Linked DNA regions of Mus musculus: region 2 is linked to region 1. Evidence: chromatin contacts called from public Hi-C data. All regions are on one chromosome and are shown on one strand. The core of a region is the stretch at or near the end of the contact, and the rest is flanking DNA. Distances in the headings are between cores, read along the strand shown.

Region 1 (3,319 bases), core at 2-2,501:
CCCAGCCCTTTCCTCTAAATTTCAACTGTGGGTCTAAAACTGATTTTTTTTTTAATCAAGCCATATATGTCCACGGATGTACTCCTGTCTCACCTGGTCACGCTTGGAAATTTTACACATTTGCATATTTGCACTGTTGCTTGAATGACTATGAGGGACTCCAGAGCATAAAGATCTTCAGTGGTGGCAAATTTTCAGGATGTAAGGTTTGTTTTGTTTTGTTTGGAGAAATAGCCATGTGTTTGTTGATATGAACTGAAGGTAAGTAATGAGGACACAGCCACCTGCTACACTCACTGTGGGAGGTCTGGAAAGCGGTGACCTTGCCAGAGTGAACCTGGACAGAAGCATTAGCTGCTATTTTCTGTAGGACTTTTTTTTTTAAAAAGAAAATTATTTATTTTATTTTGCGTGCATTGGTATTTTGCCTTGGTATTTTGCCTGCATGCATGTCTATGTGAGGGTATCAGACTATCTGGAACTCCAGACCGTGGTTGGAAGATTGGTTGTATGTGGGTGTCGGAAACTGAACCCAGATCCTCTGGAAGAGCGACTGGTGGTCTTAACTGCTGAGTCATCTCTCTGACTCTTAAGCTGGCTCTTCTGGATTCTTTAGAGCACACTAGACATCTTTACAATGGTGTGTTTGATTTGAAAAAAAAATGGAGAAGCAGGGACAGGAGAGATGGCTCAGCATTAAGAGCACTGGTTGCTCTTCCTAAGTTCCCAGCACCTGTATGGCAGCTCACAACAGCCTGTACTCCAGTTCCAGGGGATCTGACACTGCCTTTTGGACTCCTTGGACACTGTATGCATGTGATAAACATATGAAAATCAAGCAGAACTCATAAAGTAACAAAATTAAATTTAAAATGGAGAGAGAAGATAGTAATTTCACTGTAGGCCTTCTTTCCAATATATTATTCATGGTGCTTCTGATCCCTTGTCATATCAGAAGGACACTTCCGTTCTCCAGTTTTCCAACCTCTAAAATGAGAACAATGGAGCTTACCTCATGCACTGTTTCTAAGAGTTGAGGGAGATGCTAAATGAAAGTTGTCAGCAATAGTGGGGTAGACTCCACTTAACCCAACATCTGAGTATATACTCTGTGATATAACGCTAAAATATATGATTCAGTGTGTGTGTGCGTGTGTGTGCGCGCGTGCGTGTGTGAGCAAGCCCATATAGTGTGTCCTCCTATATTGAATTTTCTAGCTCTCTCTCCTTGGCAAGTAGAGGCATTTGGCAAGTGATACTACCATTGGCCAGTAGGTGGCAGAAGCTGTCCGTCATGGACACTAGTTTGGTTCCAGTCTCAGAAAGGGAAGATCTTTCCCTAATCTAGCCAGGGCTTTATGGCAATGCTTAATCACATGGCAAGGAACATGCAATAACTACTGGTATTTCTGTAAACACACATGCTAAGAAGCAGCTGCTAGCTAGGGAGGAGGGAACATTCAGTCAGAGGTCTCCTGAGGACAATCTATATAAGGAAAGCCCTATGAGGGTTTTGTTTTTGTTTGTTTTTTTAAATCCATCAGCCAGTCAACCTTCCTGACTCATTGAAAGAAACATCTATAATCCAGAAGACAGTGATAATACATGTTGTGGATTATAGTGTGGTTGACGGCTGCCTGTCTCCTCCACTCCCCTCACGGCTCCAATCCTGGTGTCAAGATCACCTACAGAGTGTGCCTGCAGGATTCGGTGCCTTCCGCACTGTTGCATGTGCTTGCTTCTTCTCTTGTCCTGGCAACTTGCCGGAGTTAGGCCTTTCTCGAGAGGAAAGTTTATTTGAACTTCATTCTACCATTACTAAAATTGGCACCAAATAGATCTGTAGCTGAAGACACATCTCAGCCAAACAAAAAGTGGAATCTGCCGAACACTGGGCAACAAAGGATTCAGTGCGTGCAGAAACTTTGCACAACAATTGTTAACGGTGGGAAAATACACAAGAGTATGACACTCATCATCTCAGGGTTATTTATCTGTATACAGGGCCCTGCAGTGTAGCCCAGGCTGAACTCCAGTTTGTAATCTCTAAAGCCCTGGGATTGCAAGCATTCCACCAATCCCAGATACCTTCACCACTCAAAGGTATTTAGTTGAGTAGTGCTAAGTACTCTCACATAATACAGAACTGTAGCTTACATCCATTACACTATTTGGTAAACACCAGAGGTGCCTTCAACAGCCACCAACAACTACCATCCAGATCTCTATCTCTAGGAACATGACTATTCCAAGTGCCCCATATAAATGGAATCATAGAGTACTGGTCATTTTATGATGGGACTTTTTATGTATTATGTATTACATATGATGTATTATACATTCTTGTTTTCTCTATATGTTTATTTTTAAAAATAATTTTTTATTGTTTTATTTATGTGTCTATGTGTACATATATGCATGCGAATGTGTGTGTGTTTGTGTATATGTGTGTATGTATATATGTATATTCCCATGGAGGTCACAAAAGGTTGTTGGATCCCTGGAGCTGGAGCTACAGGTGGCTGTGGGTCTGTGGAATTGAACTCCTCTGCAAGAAGAGCAAGTTCTCTCATCTCTGGGCCTCTCCAGCCCCTGAGACGATTAATGTTATATACCACCTTGACTGGGCTAAGGCGGGACCAAATAGTTGGCAGACATTGTATCTGGATGTAGTTAGTTTCTGGATGAGATTAGCATTTGAGTCTGTAACTGAGCAAAGAGGATTCACCTTCAACAACAGGGATAGGAATCACCCTGTCTGCCCAGGGCCCAAATAAACCAGATGGAAGAATGGTGCACAATCTCTTCCTGAACTGAGATGTATCTTCTCCTGAGTCTGCACTTCGAGGCTACTTATTCTCAGACCTTCAGACCTGAGGGCTCTTCACCCCTGCATCCGCAGGCCTGGGCTTCAACGAGCCACCACTCATCAGAGCTTCGTGGGTCAGGATGGTGGTACCTTGCCGTAATCCCAGCTCTGAGGAACGGAGTCATAAGAGTCTTTGGGCCAATCTGGGCTACATAGCAAGACGCCAACAGTATCAACAACAAAGGAGTGCATGGCCCAATAGCATCTGCAGCTGTAGAATGCAAGGCAGTCTGAGAAATGAAAGTCTCCCCTCAAAGCTACAATGTTGAGAGTGTAAGAGCTAAATGGAGACTGGGCTCCATCCCTGCATGCTTTATTATCTAGTTTAAGTTTCTCCTCATCACAGCTCTTTCCCTGGTGAGTTAAGCAATCACGGCAACATGGCTAGGGGTGTAGGAAGTAAGAAGGGAGTTGAGGCCAGGCCCTGGACAAGGATCCCTGGGGAACTCA
Region 2 (3,330 bases), core at 820-3,319, 130 kb after region 1:
ATATAGTCAATGGCTACAGCCATTATAGGGGCAAGGGTAGCTCTCCCACTCTCATGTCCTCGGTGCTAACTCAGGTGGTGAGGGGTGACTTGGGGTGGGCATCACCCTTGAACCCACACCACCTCAGGGCAGACAAATGAAGGGCCAGCTCTTCTGTGCTCTCACCCTCTGGCTTATCTCCATCCCCTCCACCATGGCCAGCTCTACCATGTTGCCCAAGGGAGATGCAGGGCCCGCTCTCCCAAGTCCTGCAGCTGGTGAGGGACAGGGCCAGCTCACCCAGTCTCATGACCCCAGGGCCAGGTCTCTGAACTGCGGCAAGTGACGAGGGATTCATTTTGTTTTGTTTTTACATTAGTTTGGCATGGTATCTACAATTGGTAGGTTCATGCCTGGTTGGATGCTTCATCATTCTCTCTACCAAGCTCTTCTCTGGAGAGAATCACAGTCTATGTGTATCTCAGTAGCTTGAAGATTAGGGGAAGCTCCCTGGGTCTGGTCATATGTGTGACTGAGCCCATAGGTCTCTGAAGAATTCTCTGTGGACAAGATGGCCCTGTCCACCCTGCCCATGGGCCAAACAGGGTACCTTGGCAGAATATTTAAAGCTGAGATCCAACCTGTACTCAATTCCAGTATTTACCTGCATTTGCAACCATGACGTTGTGTAAGAGGAGCACTGGCCTTGTCTGCTTGCAGGCCTCAGGTGACTCTAGACTGACAAGGGTCGGCTCTATCTCCTGGATCAGGAGAACAAGAGAGCCGAGAATAAGACAAAAGACACTCAACCCGCCTCTCTTAGTGCTGTGAGTGCAGATGACCCCTGGAGTTGAAGGCAGGCTACTAATCAATTCCCAGCATTCACTAAGACACTCTATTTGGCCCAAGGGCAGACTGGACAGGACCATCTGGGTAGACCTGGCTGCCTGTTCATGATGTTGTTGGCAACTGTTTGGAATTCGTTTTGTAGGTAAGTGGAACAATGTAGTTATCACAGGAGCTGGGGGTCTATCTTTATAAAAGAACTCTGCAGCAGAACCTCTTTGTACAATGAGGAGCCATCTTTCCTAAACAGACAGCTACCCTGATAGAACTGTATATGTATCATTTCTATATGAACAAACACATCACCTGGAGAGACACCCACATCCACACAAGTACACCTTAGCTTAGCAGTGGATTCATGCATGTAGAACAATCCATCAAGGTTGCTCTAGGCTGCCCTTGCAGAAATACTGGTTCCTCTAATCTTAACCTCTCTTGAGGCCTCTGCTTTCCGCAAGGGAGCAAAAGAAGAGATGGATAACCTGGCCTGCTTCTCTGCAGCCTTCCCCACAACACTTCTCATCCCCAACAAGTGGACCCAAGGCCACAGCACGCTATAGGGGGCCTGGGCTGCACAGTTTTTTTTTTAAGATTTATTTACTTATTATATGTAAGGACACTGTAGCTGTCTTCAGACACTCCAGAAGAAGGAGTCAGATCTCATTACAGATGGTTGTGAGCCACCATGTGGTTGCTTGGATTTGAACTCGGGACCTTCGGAAGAGCAGTCGGGTGCTCTTACCCACTGAACCATCTCACTGGGCTGCACAGTTTTGACTGTGATTCCATATCATGAAGATGGCATGCTACATTTTGGGCAACAGGTCCTCCCGCCCCCTCCCGACATCATGTGTTCTTCTGCATGGATTTGAAAGCAAATCTCCGCTGAGATGTCCAAACTTGTGTGTGGAAGTTCAAATGACTGATTGTATCTTCGGCTTAGAGAATGGATGGGGGTGGGGGCTGGGGGAATTTATTCACATTTTGCCAGGTGTAGGAAGGAGAAATGACAGTCCTCAGGGGCTTCCTGTGCTGGGTACAGTGGGGTTGATTTTACTCTTAGAAAACCAAGCCAGAAAGACATTAAGTGCACAGAGGCAGCTTTGTGGCCTGTTATCCAGAGAGACAGGATCAGGCCAAGGATGGCGTGGCCTCCACTAGCCACCTGCTCATCTCTCTGACCAGTTCCGGAATCTGAGGGTTCTAAAGCTTTTACAGATCTGGGCTGAGGCCGGAACCGCCTCTGAGCATTTTGTAATTTCCCTCAATTTCACAACTTCCCTGGTAAGTGTTCCTTCTCCAAACTCAGATATACCAAGTTCTTAGAAAATGAAGAATAGATGACTGAGCCCCTCCCGCCACCTTTGTCCTGAGTTCAACTGCCATGTTCAAAGGCTGGAAGGGTCTGGTGTGGAAGGAAGAACTCAGCCCTGAGTTCCCACAAACTGAGGATCTTTTCTTAGATCCTCCCCTACGTAGTTTCTGAACTTGAACAAGTATTACAGGCCCACCTATACATGGGGCAGAATGTATTGCCAAGATGCTGTGTGGGCTCCAGATCTGGGCCTAGGGTTTTTCTCACTGGTGGCCAGTGATGGCTGCCGAGGAGCTCACTTGAGGTGTTTAGGAACCATCATTAAAAATAAGGCTAGAAAAAAAAAATTTTTTTAATTAAATTAAATTAAAGTTACAACCAGCTCTAAATGTTTTGAGTCTGAAGGCTTGACCCAAGGTCTTGCCATCTCATTTCAAAGCCTTCTCTGGGGCCCTTGAGTTGCTCACTGCTTAAGCATTGTGTCTGACTCTCCTCCGCTGCTGAACTCATCCGGTGACTGACAGCTCTACAAGCCTCATACTAAAACCTCACCTCCTCCTTTAACTGCCAAACCTCTTTTACTGCAGACTTTAGAGTAGAAGCCACTCTGTTCTCTGTGTTGTTTTGTCACATCGGTGCCAAATCTTTGAAAGCTTTAAAGGCCTGGACAGAATTCTGGGATCTGCCTCTGGGTTCACACACACAAATTCTGCCAAGGCCAAGGATCTTGGCAGGAAGGAATCCCTCTCGTCTCTGGGCTTGTTCATGATCGATTATGTATGCCACGGCCTTGCTTGTCACATTTTACATGCCTCTGAGGCCTCAGTGGGTCCTCCATGAACTAACCCTCTTATCCCCACCGCAACACACAATAACTCACAGTTAGAGGGTCCAGATGGGAGGAGCGGGGCGAGCTGGGGACCATGAAGAACACTATTGACAGGACAGAGACTGGTGCCCCACACCAGCTGGTCCCACTTGGAATACTTTTTTCTACTCTGCTGTAGCTACTCACATAAAACGAATGGATTTGCTCTTACCCCCAAGTTCTCTAGGTGGGTTTTAGCTGCAGAGATGGAAATTTACACTCTCCGAGGGAGAGAAACTGTGAGATTGTAAAATGTCATTGCAGTGTTGGGTCCCGAGGTCAACCGTGTTCATTCACTGCAGTCGTGGGAACATTCTCACTT

The links. Hi-C and Micro-C count contacts between places; a contact is called where the count stands out from the background.
Region 2: a contact with region 1 is called in a Hi-C map of bone marrow-derived macrophages, with 41 read pairs. The contact joins two enhancer-like sites. A contact is called at or near these places in 2 of 15 datasets of contacts at CTCF or cohesin (CD8 T cells and the NIH/3T3 cell line), 10 of 484 Hi-C or Micro-C datasets (B cells, bone marrow-derived macrophages, colorectal tumor organoids and 6 more), 3 of 115 datasets of contacts at active chromatin or transcription factors (CD8 T cells, acute myeloid leukemia and bone marrow-derived macrophages) and 1 of 9 other capture datasets (embryonic stem cells).

What each region holds. Positions count from the first base shown.
Region 1 is chr2:128,571,368-128,574,686 of GRCm38.p6, reverse strand. It overlaps Gm36203 (a long non-coding RNA gene), which reads left to right. Exons shown (of 9, transcript XR_866725.3): 7 at 61-206; 8 at 2,903-3,142. Among named protein-coding and RNA genes, the nearest start is that of Gm36203, 19 kb to the left of the region's middle. Within about 2 kb of position 1,251, at least 34 of the 459 cell types and tissues checked have an H3K27ac peak or open chromatin away from gene starts, as enhancers often do. A contact at or near this core is called in bone marrow-derived macrophages, where this site is marked.
Region 2 is chr2:128,444,355-128,447,684 of GRCm38.p6, reverse strand. All of the region lies in intron 1 of Gm36154 (a long non-coding RNA gene), which reads left to right. The region is part of intron 3 of Gm29010 (a long non-coding RNA gene); the gene reads right to left. Among named protein-coding and RNA genes, the nearest start is that of Gm29010, 12 kb to the right of the region's middle. Within about 2 kb of position 2,069, at least 53 of the 459 cell types and tissues checked have an H3K27ac peak or open chromatin away from gene starts, as enhancers often do. A contact at or near this core is called in bone marrow-derived macrophages, where this site is marked.